Regions from separate parts of the Oncorhynchus kisutch genome. Here region 2 is linked to region 1. Evidence: chromatin contacts called from public Hi-C data. All regions are on one chromosome and are shown on one strand. Each heading gives the region's core, a stretch centred on a gene start, on an enhancer-like site or on the middle of the called end of the contact. The rest is flanking DNA. Distances are from core to core; before and after follow the strand shown. Region 1 holds the start of LOC109864822 (calnexin-like). Region 2 holds the start of LOC109864824 (alpha-1,3-mannosyl-glycoprotein 4-beta-N-acetylglucosaminyltransferase B).

What was found. Hi-C and Micro-C count contacts between places; a contact is called where the count stands out from the background.
Region 2: a contact with region 1 is called in a Hi-C map of liver, with 9 times the contacts expected there. The contact joins the promoter of LOC109864824 here to the promoter of LOC109864822 in region 1. A contact is called at or near these places in 2 of 2 Hi-C or Micro-C datasets (liver and muscle).

Annotation. Positions count from the first base shown.
Region 1 is chrLG19:40,324,116-40,331,038 of Okis_V2, reverse strand. It overlaps LOC109864822 (calnexin-like), which reads left to right and starts at 3,317. Exons shown (of 14, transcript XM_020452797.2): 1 at 3,317-3,422. It overlaps LOC109864824 (alpha-1,3-mannosyl-glycoprotein 4-beta-N-acetylglucosaminyltransferase B), which reads left to right. Exons shown (of 15, transcript XM_020452798.2): 15 at 1-2,216.
Region 2 is chrLG19:40,509,628-40,515,972 of Okis_V2, reverse strand. LOC109864824 (alpha-1,3-mannosyl-glycoprotein 4-beta-N-acetylglucosaminyltransferase B) reads left to right here and starts at 3,362. Exons shown (of 15, transcript XM_020452798.2): 1 at 3,362-3,770. The coding sequence starts at 3,674. The region is part of intron 1 of LOC109864825 (sequestosome-1-like); the gene reads right to left.

The DNA of each region.
Region 1 (6,923 bases), core at 2,068-4,567:
TTTCTCGAGCGTAGTCGGAGTGCGCCATCTGTTGGCGAGATCTTGCCATCGCAGGGTCCTTCTGAGACTGTCAACTCAATCCACGGTTGACAGACCGTGTGGGAAGATCTTCCCAGACACACGTAATCGGAGAACGCGCCCTGCGTGAACGACACAAAGACGACGCTGTATTTAGGAAACTGTATTTATGTGTACATAAAGGTTTATGTTTTAAATAATTGTAATTACACTGGTAATTGTCAAATAGCTCGCAAGATTGTTTAGCTCCTTTTGATGACATTATGACAATGAAATGTTGCTGCTTCGGAATCAAAGACTTGGCCTACAACGTTACCAAGATACAGGTATGTCTGAATTGTGCAACTTCAATAACTGATAATCATGTTTGACAAATGTTACTGGTTTTACCCAAATGTATTCCCAGTAGGCAGGATCTACCGCACACTCATCACTGATTTGTGAAGGTGCTGGAGGCAAAAGGCAAAACTGGAGAAGCAGGAAATAGTCTCCGCACACAAAAATGTATTTAATTGTGGCTGAGCTTTCGGGCAGTCGATCAAATGTATTCAGAAAATACCTATGTATGTGGATATAGGCCTAATATGCATATTTATGTAACACAATCATATGAATGATCTCTATTATGTGTGTTGATATGTATTTACAGTGAGTGTCCACAAAAGTAAGTCAGAAAAGTAGCCTAGGCCTATACAGTGTAGATGGAAATAGAACTTTAGCCAGAAAGTACACACATGTCTAATGTTTGAATAAAATATCTTTATATGGTCAATTCTAAAGCCAGAAGTCAATGTAGGCACATTATGATTATGGTTCCTACATCTGTTTGAGATTTATTTCATGAACCATCTTCCCTAACATTGTTTTTTCCCCTTCTCCGCCTATCAATTTGCCTTAATGTGACATGAAGTTAACCAGGTTGTGGGGATAAATCAATGTAAGGCAAGGCCAGACACAAGCTACTCAATTGCATTAGCTAGGGAACTGGAAAAGACAGCGGCCTCCATAATACAGGAAACATATCTGATTTACAGGAAACATATCTGTTGGATTTTCTATGTCTGCCACATATCAGATACACAAGGTTAGTTGTAATCCAAGGAGCCACATATCAGATACACACGTGGAGTAATTGTCTGGACTAGTCAGATGTAAGAGAAATATGTAGCTCTAATCAATGCATGAAGAATCATCTTTACTTCTCAGTAGAATCTATGTTTCTCATAATGACCATGAAGAAGTCTAGGAAGGACCCCTCTCTTCCCCTCAAGTGAGGTCTCATGAGAGAGTGAAACTGTCCAATATATGACAACCCCTCTCATTCCACATGTTCTGCACTACTACTATAATGAATTGATGGTGGAATTTATTAAAGTACAGTAATTGTCCTGACACCAGACTTATACATCTTCCAAACAGGCTCTGTGACGGCAAGGGCCAAACTCAAGTTCTATGTATTGCTAGATCAAATCAAATCAAATCAAATGTATTTATATAGCCCTTCGTACATCAGCTGATATCTCAAAGTGCTGTACAGAAACCCAGCCTAAAACCCCAAACAGCAAGCAATGCAGGTGGAGAAGCACGTATTTTGCAAAGTATTTTGCAGTTAAAGGGACACATTCATTTGCTTTTGCATACTTGGATCTAAAACACATTCCTTTATCAGAGCCCAACCGAAAAACCATTGAAAGCCCTTGACCGAAATCTAAAGAGTTGTCGGCACAGAACAGGAGTATGGGATTTCAGCCAATACAAGTGTACTGACAGAGAAATTCAACTTGGGGACTTAACTCAGAAGCAAGGCCGCTTTTCTATCGAATACAGAATGCAACATTGATTCTGATTCTGCTCAATGTTAAACACAGTTTCTCAGCAACAACTGACCTAAACTTGTTTTCCATTTATTGGGGTGTGCACTCCAGTAAACAAGCTGTTTTAGGAGCCCCTTCGTTGCTATCGGTATGGCCACTATACAGTAGCAGGTGCGTGGGTGCATTAAGTCAATGTAGGGCTATGGATAGAAAAATCTGAACTGTACCCAATGAGCTAAGAAGGAGAAAGAGTTTTCTTTTCTTGTAAGGTGCACTGGAATGCATTGCTATTATATGTTGTATTTTGTATAATTTAGATAAACTATATTTAATGATGTTATCTATCCATTCTGTGAATTGTAATAAAGACGGAATTTCAATTGACATGGGTTTGTTTTTGTTTCAAGTTATTTGCTCTGGTCAATTCAATAAAAATCTGAGTAATCTCGTGTGAATTAGTCTGCTTTTGTGAAAGGTAGGCTACGCTACTTTTGTGGTACCAAATCACATGTACATGGGTCACATTCCTTGCATATTTCATTAATGGACCATGTGACTGCAAAGTCCCATTGATATTTTGACACCATAGGCTTTGGTGCTCGGTAGAATGCAAGTGAGCCTATGTGTAGCTATGACATTGGGCTAGATAGATTTGGAGTGCCCGTTTTCTGCTATTCAACTTTGAAAGGCAATGTCCACATTTACTGTAAACGCTGCATAAACTATGTCGGCTCAATCGGAAATTACTTTTAGAAATGTCCATTGAGCTATAGTTCCTTCCGCAGGTCGGATTGAATGCATCTCTAGGCCATAAGGTTTTGTGATAATATTGTAGGGTAGGCTATTTGATATTTTCATTTAGCAGCATACAGTCAGGGTACTTCAGAAAACAGGATGTATAGAACACAGCATTCATTTTCAAACATGATCATCCATACAACATAAAGTGCTTTGAGCACATGTAAAAGCACTACATAAATCCAGTCCATTATTATGGGGTTCAAACACCCCCAAATTTGACCAGGATGGGGGCATGCAATTAGCATTTGTTGTTGTTTATGATCAGAAAAAAAGAACTGTATCCAAATGAATGCATCTATCAACAGGGATGTAATTATATTGTACATTATTGAATAAGCCTACACCATATTCAATAAACCTCACATTCAGAATGATCACATTGGCGCTTTAGGTGATAAATTAATATGCAAAGAGTTTTACTATTTTATTCGAACTTCACAAAGTACATAAATCATTAATTGATCATAAACTACAACAATCATCAATCATTTTCGCTGCTGCAAATTTATATTTGAGCCTTGTCTGACTATAACCAATCGGCATGCATTTCCTCTTAGAGCTGGACAAATCATCGCCGTCCACGAGGTTGAGATTGGGGGCGGAGACCATTCATTGTGATGAGCGTGTAGTACAAGCAATCAAATTCCTATAATTCCCGGAAAATATCAGCGTTTTCAAGTTGGCAACCAATCAGCAAGTGGAGAAGGTGGAGCTACTAATCCAGTATGCATGCCCCAAAGCCACACGTGATCCGGCTGTAGTTCCAAGTGGTCACATCGGAATCAGGAGGTAAGTAATGACGAACAAATATCACTTCTTACAAACATAAGTCGCTAAATTATAATGTCAGTCTAAATTGACATAGGATGTTCAGCTGTTTGCATACAGGCCAGTATCGTTTAATTGCAATACTGAATAAGATCAAGAACCCATGCGTGGTCTTAGCATAGACTGGCTAGCTGACGGCCAGCTAGCAAGCTAATTTAGCCTAGTTAGCAATTAAGATAACAAATTAATGTAATTATTCCGTTTATTGTCATGTAACACCGTCAGTTGCACACTTTGCCCGTGTGTTCATTTTGCCGACATTTTGTGTAAGACAAGTTGGACAGGCTAACGTTACCAAACTTGCCTACATGGGAGGCATCGAACGTGGATAGCAAGCGATACCAGCCTCGAGTTAAAAGTAAGGAAAATGACTTATCTATTTGTTACAATAACGTTCCGACATTTTCACAAACTATATTGTAGTTGACTAACACTAAAAATCAGGGGGAAAAAATGTGGTGATGATGCAGCAGTGTCTGTCATGGTGCGAAACCAATATGGCTATTTAAATATCGTACACAAGTAAATGCATGGACTCATGATAAGCATTCTGCCCTAACTATGTAGTTATGTCCTTTTTCGTGTGGTAATTGTAATCGGGTTTCCTGTGTTGGATATAGTGGGTAACATTACCATACTCCCTTCAAAAGGGGGTTATCAAGATGAGTACTATAGCTAGCTACAGATATTATATGTTAAATAATTTCCCTTAGGAGCTACATGAAGCCTGCTTGTAGGAATTGCTACGTGTTTTATAGGAAAACCTTGTTACCCCTGTTCTACCATGGAAACGGGTATTACTGGCAAAGCACTTAGAAGTCTGACCAGTTTTACAAACCCACTTCCGCCACTGAATGAAACCAGAAAGTGCAACGGCTAGATAGAGGTCATACAGCGCCCTCTTGGAAATGTGGCTTTTACAGTTTGCTTATCTAACGGAATTGGTTAGCTTTGGGACACATCAGAAGTCTTGTATTGGTTGGACTCCCTGAGTTGTGCATAGATCTGGTGACCGAAAATAACCATATCACAACATTGCCAGCTTCACCCCTCCCCCAATTTATTTTCTGCCACCAAGGCACATGTATAATTTCTAGGAACTCGACTTACCAGATGTAAATTGAAATGTTAACCTCGCTATGAAATAAATGTCTGAACTGCACCATATTCCTCCTGTGTTTGTAGTGCTTGGTCTAATTGCAGGAATATGGTTCAGTGCGGAGAACAATTGGATTCGGGCGCTTATTTGATAGCGAGGGACACTTCACTTTATTTCTGGTAAATCGAGTTCCTAGAGATTTTACGTATGCCTTTATTGACAGGAAATGTTTTTGGGGGGTGGCTATATTGTGAGGTGGTTATTTTCCGTCGCCACCCACCAGAAGGATGCAGAACTCAGGGTGTCCAACCAATACAGACTCCCGATGTTTCCCAAAGCTAGAATTGGTGTGTCTTATTAAATGGTTAGCTATTGTGAGAAATGTAATTGATATTCTATATAAATCAATTATCTGAATGTGCGTAGGAAGTTGGACATTTGTTGTTATACCTTGTTAAATAGTAACTTCTCAGTTCTCTGGTGGGTAATATTTAAAACAGATCTGTTATGTTTTAAGATTGGACTTTAAGAAGATAATTGCATTTTAAATCCACTCTTGTTGACAATTTAGTAACTAACGTTGAATGGAACAATAGACTGATACACATGCTTTAAAATATAATATTAGCTTTTACATAATCTTCTTACATCTTGCATTATCTTTTTTGAGATGGTCAAGGCCCCGAAAGGCACATGGGGGGGGTGCCTTTGGGTCCTTATCTTATCTGCTTCAACCCAGTGCGCACCCCTTCCCAGATCCCTACAGTATGACCTAGACAGGGCTTCACAGCACAGAGTTGGCTTTCCAGTATCAGATGCTGCATGTTTCTTATCCATGAGAGGACACTCTGTGAAAGCACAGTTCGACATCTTGCACCTTGATGTCTCCTACTTAGATGGTATACACTGAGAGAACCATATGACCTCAGCATTAGAAGACAGCACTGTACAGCGTGAACTGGATGGAATGAATTCAGAAGACTGCCTGACAGATAACACTCTTTGCTGTGTTGCTTGAGCACTGATTGATTAGTCTACAGTCACCTCCCCTCCTACAGTGCCTTGCGAAAGTATTCGGCCCCCTTGAACTTTGCGACCTTTTGCCACATTTCAGGCTTCAAACATAAAGATATAAAACTGCATTTTTTTGTGAAGAATCAACAACAAGTGGGACACAATCATGAAGTGGAACGACATTTATTGGATATTTCAAACTTTTTAAACAAATAAAAAACTGAAAAATTGGGCGTGCAAAATTATTCAGCCCCCTAAAGTTAATACTTTGTAGCGCCACCTTTTGCTGCGATTACAGCTGTAAGTCGCTTGGGGTATGTCTATCAGTTTTGCACATCGAGAGACTGAAATGTTTTCCCATTCCTCCTTGCAAAACAGCTCGAGCTCAGTGAGGTTGGATGGAGAGCATTTGTGAACAGCAGTTTTCAGTTCTTTCCACAGATTCTCGATTGGATTCAGGTCTGGACTTTGACTTGGCCATTCTAACACCTGGATATGTTTATTTTTGAACCATTCCATTGTAGATTTTGCTTTATGTTTTGGATCATTGTCTTGTTGGAAGACAAATCACCATCCCAGTCTCAGGTCTTTTGCAGACTCCATCAGGTTTTCTTCCAGAATGGTCCTGTATTTGGCTCCATCCATCTTCCCATCAATTTTAACCATCTTCCCTGTCCCTGCTGAAGAAAAGCAGGCCCAAACCATGATGCTGCCACCACCATGTTTGACAGTGGGGATGGTGTGTTCAGGGTGATGAGCTGTGTTGCTTTTACGCCAAACATAACGTTTTGCATTGTTGCCAAAGTTCAATTTTGGTTTCATCTGACCAGAGCACCTTCTTCCACATGTTCGGTGTCTCCCAGGTGGCTTGTGGCAAACTTTAAACGACACTTTTTATGGATATCTTTAAGAAATGGCTTTCTTCTTGCCACTCTTCCATAAAGGCCAGATTTGTGCAATATACGACTGATTGTTGTCCTATGGACAGTCTCCCACCTCAGCTGTAGATCTCTGCAGTTCATCCAGAGTGATCATGGGCCTCTTGGCTGCATCTCTGATCAGTCTTCTCCTTGTATGAGCTGAAAGTTTAGAGGGACGGCCAGGTCTTGGTAGATTTGCAGTGGTCTGATACTCCTTCCATTTCAATATTATCGCTTGCACAGTGCTCCTTGGGATGTTTAAAGCTTGGGAAATCTTTTTGTATCCAAATCCGGCTTTAAACTTCTTCACAACAGTATCTCGGACCTGCCTGGTGTGTTCCTTGGTCTTCATGATGCTCTCTGCGCTTTTAACGGACCTCTGAGACTATCACAGTGCAGGTGCATTTATACGGAGACTTGATTGTATTT
Region 2 (6,345 bases), core at 2,113-4,612, 180 kb before region 1:
ATGGAATCATGTAGTAACCAAAAAAAGTGTTAAGCGAATCAAAATATATTTTATATTTGAGATTCTTCAAAGTAGCCACCCTTTGTCTTGATGACAGCTTTGCACACTCTTGGCATTCTCTCAACCAGCTTCATGAGGTAGTCACCTGGAATGCATTTCAATAAACAGGTGTGCCTTGTTAAAAGTTCATTTGTGGATTTTCTTTCCTTCTTAATGCGTTTGGGCCCATCAGTTGTGTTGTGACAGAGTAGGGGTGGTATATAAAGGATAGCCCTATTTGGTAAAATACCAAGTCCACATTATTGCAAGAACAGTTCAAATAAGCAAAGACAAACAACAGTCCATCATTACTTTAAGACATGAAGGTCAGTCAATCCGGAAAATTTCAACAACTTTGAAAGCTTCTTCAAGTGCGGTCGCGCAAAACCATCAAGCGGTATGATGAAACTGGCTCTCACGAGTTCTGCAACAGGAAAGTAAGAGCCAGAGTTACCGCTGCTGCAGAGGTTAAGTTCATTAGAGTTACCAGCCTCAGAAATTGCAGCCCAAATAAATGCTTCACAGAGTTCAAGTAACAGACACATCTCAACATCAACTATTCAGAGTAGACGGAGTGAATCAGGCATTCATGGTCGAATTGCTGCTGCAAAAAAAAACACTAATTAAGGACACCAATAAGAAGAAAAGACTTGCTTGGGCCATGTCTTTGTGAGACGTATAGTAGGTGAACGGATGATCTCCGCATGTGTTGTTCCCACCATGAAGCATGGAGGTGTGGTGGTGCTTTGCTGGTGGCACTGCCAGTGCTTTATTTAGAATTCAAGGCACCCTTAACCATAATCTGGTTTGCTCTTAGTGGGACTATCATTTGTTTTTCAATAGGACAATGACCCAACACACCTTCAGGCTGTATAAGAGCTATTTGACCAAGGAGAGTGCTGCATCAGATGACCTGGCCTCCACAATCACCCGACCTCAATCCAATTGAGATGGTTTGAGATGAGTTGACCACAGAGTGAAGCAAAAACAGCCAACAAGTGCTCAGCATATGTGGGAACTCCTTCAAGACTGTTGGAAAAGCTTTCCAGGTGAAGCTGGTTGAGAGAATGCCAGGAGAGTGCAAAGATGTCATCAAGGCAAACAGTGGCTACTTTGAAGACTCTAAAATCTCAAATATTTTTGATTTGTTTAACACTTTTTTTGGGTTACTACACGATTCCATATGTGTTATTTCATACTTTTGTCTTCACTATTATGTCTTCACTATTATTTTACAATTTAGAAAATAGTAAAAATGAAGAAAAACCCTTGAATGAGTAGGTGTGTCCAAACTTTTGACTGGTACTGTATCTACCAAAATTAAATTCAATATATCTACCAAAATCAATTTCAATATATATACCAAAATCATCTCGGTTACACACAATTGTATTCGTTTGTTATTCATTATTGTGCAGTAGCCTAGCCTGTACGAAAATTATTAAATTTGATCATTACACCTTCGAAGTCATACAGTGCATTAGGCAATGTTCGATGCAAACTCAATCAGAAAATATGCAACCAACGTGAAGCGTCTGATGAAAGCTGTGTGAAATAGCGTTACTTTTCGTCCTGCTTTACTGCCTCTTAGTGGTGCTCCGTCACCTGATTCTGACGCATAGGCCCCATGACCGCTTTATCAAACAGTATATTTTTTCCCCCGGCGAGTTTGGTAATCCGTAGAACGCGCACGATGTTTCTAGAAACAGATGTTTTTTATAAACTAGATCAAATTTGTTTGTGGGTGTATTACTATGTTGTCATAATAATTCGTGGATCTCAACAGTCAAATCCCTGGATTATTATTATTTTTTTGTTGTGCTTTTATAAATTATTGTTGTTACTCTGTGTCCAATTAATCTATCATTGTTGCCATACAATTTGAATGACCATGTTCATAGGCTAATTTAAGGTTATCCCATGGTTATCTTGATGAGTAATTGTCACTTTAGCAATAATGGTAGGGAAAAGGCGCAAGGTCATGGCTATAAGGGATTCTCCTAACCTGCTACGTTAATTATTCTAACATTCTGTGTAAATTCTCCAACCCTGCTGCTACGAAAAGTCAAATCAGACAAAAAATGTAATCCGTCTAGTCAAAACCAAGACGTACGTAAAGTAGTAAATGAGCCACGTGTAAAGTTTTTCTTTCACCGCTAGGTGATAGCATTTCTCCACGAACCATGTGCCTAGTCTACTACATGGTGCAAGGCAGGGACCTATTAAAATTTGAAGATATTCCTGAGAAGTTCCTGCACATCTTGTTGTAGTTTTGCCTTCTTTTCCTGGCAAATTATTTATGTTAAAAATGGTATTGTCTGTCACTTACATTTTTTAAATTTAGGAGACCCTCTTATCCAGAGCGATTTACAGTACGTAGTAGTTAGTGCATACATTTTCCGTACTGGTCCCCTGGGTTAATCTCAACCACAACATTGGTGTTGCAAACTCCACGCTCTACCAACTGAGCCACACGGGGCCATTTTCATTGGAATAACCTCTATGGATATAATTTCACTTGCTGACATTATTCCTGTATTATGATTAATTTTATGGCACATTTATCAAAACAAAAAAAAGTTGACTGACAAGAAAGTGTCTTGTTGGATAGGGGCGGCAGGTAGCCTAGCGGTTAGAGCGTTGGACCGAAAGCTGACAAGGTAAACATCTGGCGTTCTGCCCCTGAACAAGGAAGTTAAACCCACTGTTTCTAGTCTGTCATTGAAAATAAGAATTTGTTCGTATCTGACTTGCCTAGTTAAGTAAAAAATAGTTTGAAAAATATGTTTTCTTTAAGTAAAAAACAGACTACCTGTTTATTGTTTTTCAATTCGACAGTAGTAGTGAGTATGTTTGCAGCTTGTTTGCAGAGCGACTGACATCTGTAAACAGTTTGCGCAATGGTTTGTTAATTTGGCTAATTAGTGCAGCCTATAAAACATGTGTGTTCCGGCCAGATGTGGAGAGAAATGCACTGCTCATTCGGACCCCAAATTTGAATTAGGTTTATTATTCAACGAAAAGGTGTTTAATTGACAGCCCGCTTCTAGGTAGGCTAAATAACCCATATGGATTTGGGCACATGGTTTGCCTTTCCACGTTATAGCAGAAGTAAAATAAAATTTAAAGCACTGTCAAATGTTTCAACCAAGTGAGGCTATTTCATTCTTGCCTCTTGGTGCTGCACTTGCGATCCACTTGCATGTCAGGCTCAGTATCCGAATGGATGAAGAAGCACTTGTAAGCTACCTCGGGCACTTACGCCTACGTCATTAAATTAAATGAGCGGAACATGAACATCAACCTGGAGCTGCTGCCTTTCACATTTCCCAACGCCCACTTGCAACACTGTACTTGCAACACTGTATGGTATCTCTTTAACCACTCCGCTCTGACTCGAGGAGAGAGAGAAAAAATATCCCCCCCCTTTTCTGGCAACCCTTCCTGGTGAGCATTGCATGCTTGTGCGACTGAGTAGTCTACCGGAGAGCAGAGCGCCGCGCAATAACAAACCCAGTCCTCCGCTCCGAATGCCAGGCGTAAAGAGGCATTTATCTCCTGGAAGCACCGCAAACGAGCAGAGAGAGCCCAGATACCCCGCACTCGGTTCGGACATGAGCCCGGGGATCCGGAGATGAGGCTCCGAAATGGCACCTTCCTAACGGTCGTATTGTTTGGTCTATGCGGACTCATTTCGCTCTCCTGGTACACGGCATTCAGCAATTCCAAAGGTAAGGTAGCCGCTATAACGCACCACGCGGCGGGGGTGGGTTGAGGCGTCTGCTATCAGAGACCCGAGCCTACACAAAATATCGGTCTGATATCGTGTAGCGTTCACTTGCGTTTGTGTGTTTGGAAATAAGCTGCTGGTGTTGGTGTGTGATATTGGCATGTTGTTATCCTTCGACCGTGAAGAATAGGATAGAGTTTTCACCGGGTGGTACGGTCAGACCCTCTACCTTTGTCACGCATTTTCCCTGCAGCTTTTGCTTACATTGAGCAGGTTATGTTGATAAATACATAATTCTAAAGGCCCCCAGGACGAGCGTTTTTATATTCATCAGCCTGCGCTTGCAGAGTGATATCTGGTATATTTCCCACTGTATAAACACAGCGTTGACATTATGAATCCGATTGTGCAAAGCGCGCATCTCAGGCATCAAGATTGAAACAAAGTAGCTGTAGATTATTCATGCTGATCCAATGTTTCTGTGTAGCTCTGGCTTTTAGAAAGGGTTCTCCCTGCAGACGTTTGCAACATTCGGCCACTTCAGCATCTAACGTTCTGGAATCGAATTGACTGGTGGTTGAACTTGCAAAATTCTACCTCTGCAACCTGCAAGGTGGCTGTGGATTGTGCATGCATGGATGGATTTTTTTCCCTTTGTTTGTACATTTTATAGAGCTTTGTGGGCTTTGAAGTTGTTGTGCAAGGGGACCTGCCCTTCCTAGGTTGATACTTCCCTCAAAGTGCTGGCTGTTATAGTTATTGACAGTTCACACACATGTCTTTTATGGACCCCCTATGGCTTTGACAGCCTTACACTCCCCTTTGGTCCCTGCCAAATGTTCTCTACACTGAGAGGCTATAACAAACCAAATCACAACTATGTATGCATTCCTCTTCAGCGATTATTAGTCATCGAACTCTGCATAGAAGTACCTTGATAAAGGCTGTTCAACTAAATAGGGACGTGAAAGCCACTGTCTCTCACAATGTTGTTGGGAACTTTAATGCATGATGTCATGATTATCTGTTTTTGTAATGATGAAAAATGTCTTGTAAAAATGTTGAAGAAAAAAAGAAAACATGTCACGAGGCCAATTCCCATAAGATTAGTACGATAGATCTGAAATCCAGCCGTTTCTCCCTGTTATAGTGCGGTGGCAAAATTCCCTGGACGTTGGTGCAACATTTCAGAGAAACCTGATAGGGTAATGACTCATGTCTATTTCTAGTTGGTTTCCCTCCAATGGAATCAACCCTTTAAAAAGCTTGAGATGATGCTTCTCGGGAGCTAACACAACATTAGCACCATCGTGGAAGTGCACCTGCACTGTGTTTACACCAGAGCTTGAGCTGGATGCAAGTTCATTATCTAATAATAGCAGTCCTAATATAACAGTTAGATAATTGATCCTGGGGGTCTTTACACTTTCCTGATTGCTATGTTTAGGTTGTGCTACAGAGAGGATATGTTGGGCACAGAGAGTGAAGCATAGACTATAATGTGATGAAAGATGCATTCTGAAATCAATCAACTCAAACAAATTCCCTGTGTCATATCAAAATAATGACATACCTTCCCCAACAACTCTTCGATCACAAGGGGCAGGCAAGGAGTGGGAAGGTTGTGTGTGCAGTGTAGCTTATTAAGACTGTTAACATGCCTTATATTCTGAGTTAATTGTGGAGAAACTGCGTCTCCTCCCTTCCTCTCTGCCTCCCCCCATGTTTCCTGTCAAGATATCATGCTCCTCATTATCACCATGTTTTCCTGTGGAAGGCCATATTTATGTCTCGTGCATCCTGTCTACAGTCATGTGTTGTTGACTGGGGTATGTGACTGAAATTGACTCCTGGATGGCAATTAACTTGGGAGCGAAACAGGGAGAGATTGCACCGCTGTGTGTGTCAGTAAGTGTCTCGATGCGCTCCTCCGAGCCAGACAGCACTTGGGCAAATTAATTCAGTCAAGCAAACAGCTAAACATGATTTCAGAAGCTTGTTTGATACATTTATTTCGCTGAGGGCTGTTTCAATCTATCTGTGCTTGCTGATTAACACTGCACTGAACCTTGCCACTCGTCAGATATCAATTTAATATCAACAGTGTCAGATAAGTCAATGTTTCCCAGGAATGAATGACTGGATTGAATAAGAAATTATTATTGATTACAATTATTGATACACAAATGCAGGTCAGTGAGTAAGTGAACAAATTATGTAATGGGTGGAAGAATGACTGAACATGAAGCCACAGGTTTCTCTATATACAACCCTAAACTAATTCAGTACATCTGAATTCTCGTGAACAGACCTTTATCTTAAGCTTTTTCTTTTTGAAACACTAATTCTCTGTTTAGTTCCTCAAAGTGACTTTCTCTCTGATGCGACTTGGCCTACGGAATTCCCTGGAGCACGATGACTCTTGGGAGATGTGAAAGTTGGTTTGTCACTGATAGGCCACCACACAAACACACAGTCTTGTACAACTAACCTTGTGGGGACACACAATTCAGTCCCATTCAAAATCCTATTTCCCCTAACCCATACCTTAACCCTAAAACCAACCCTAGCTCCTA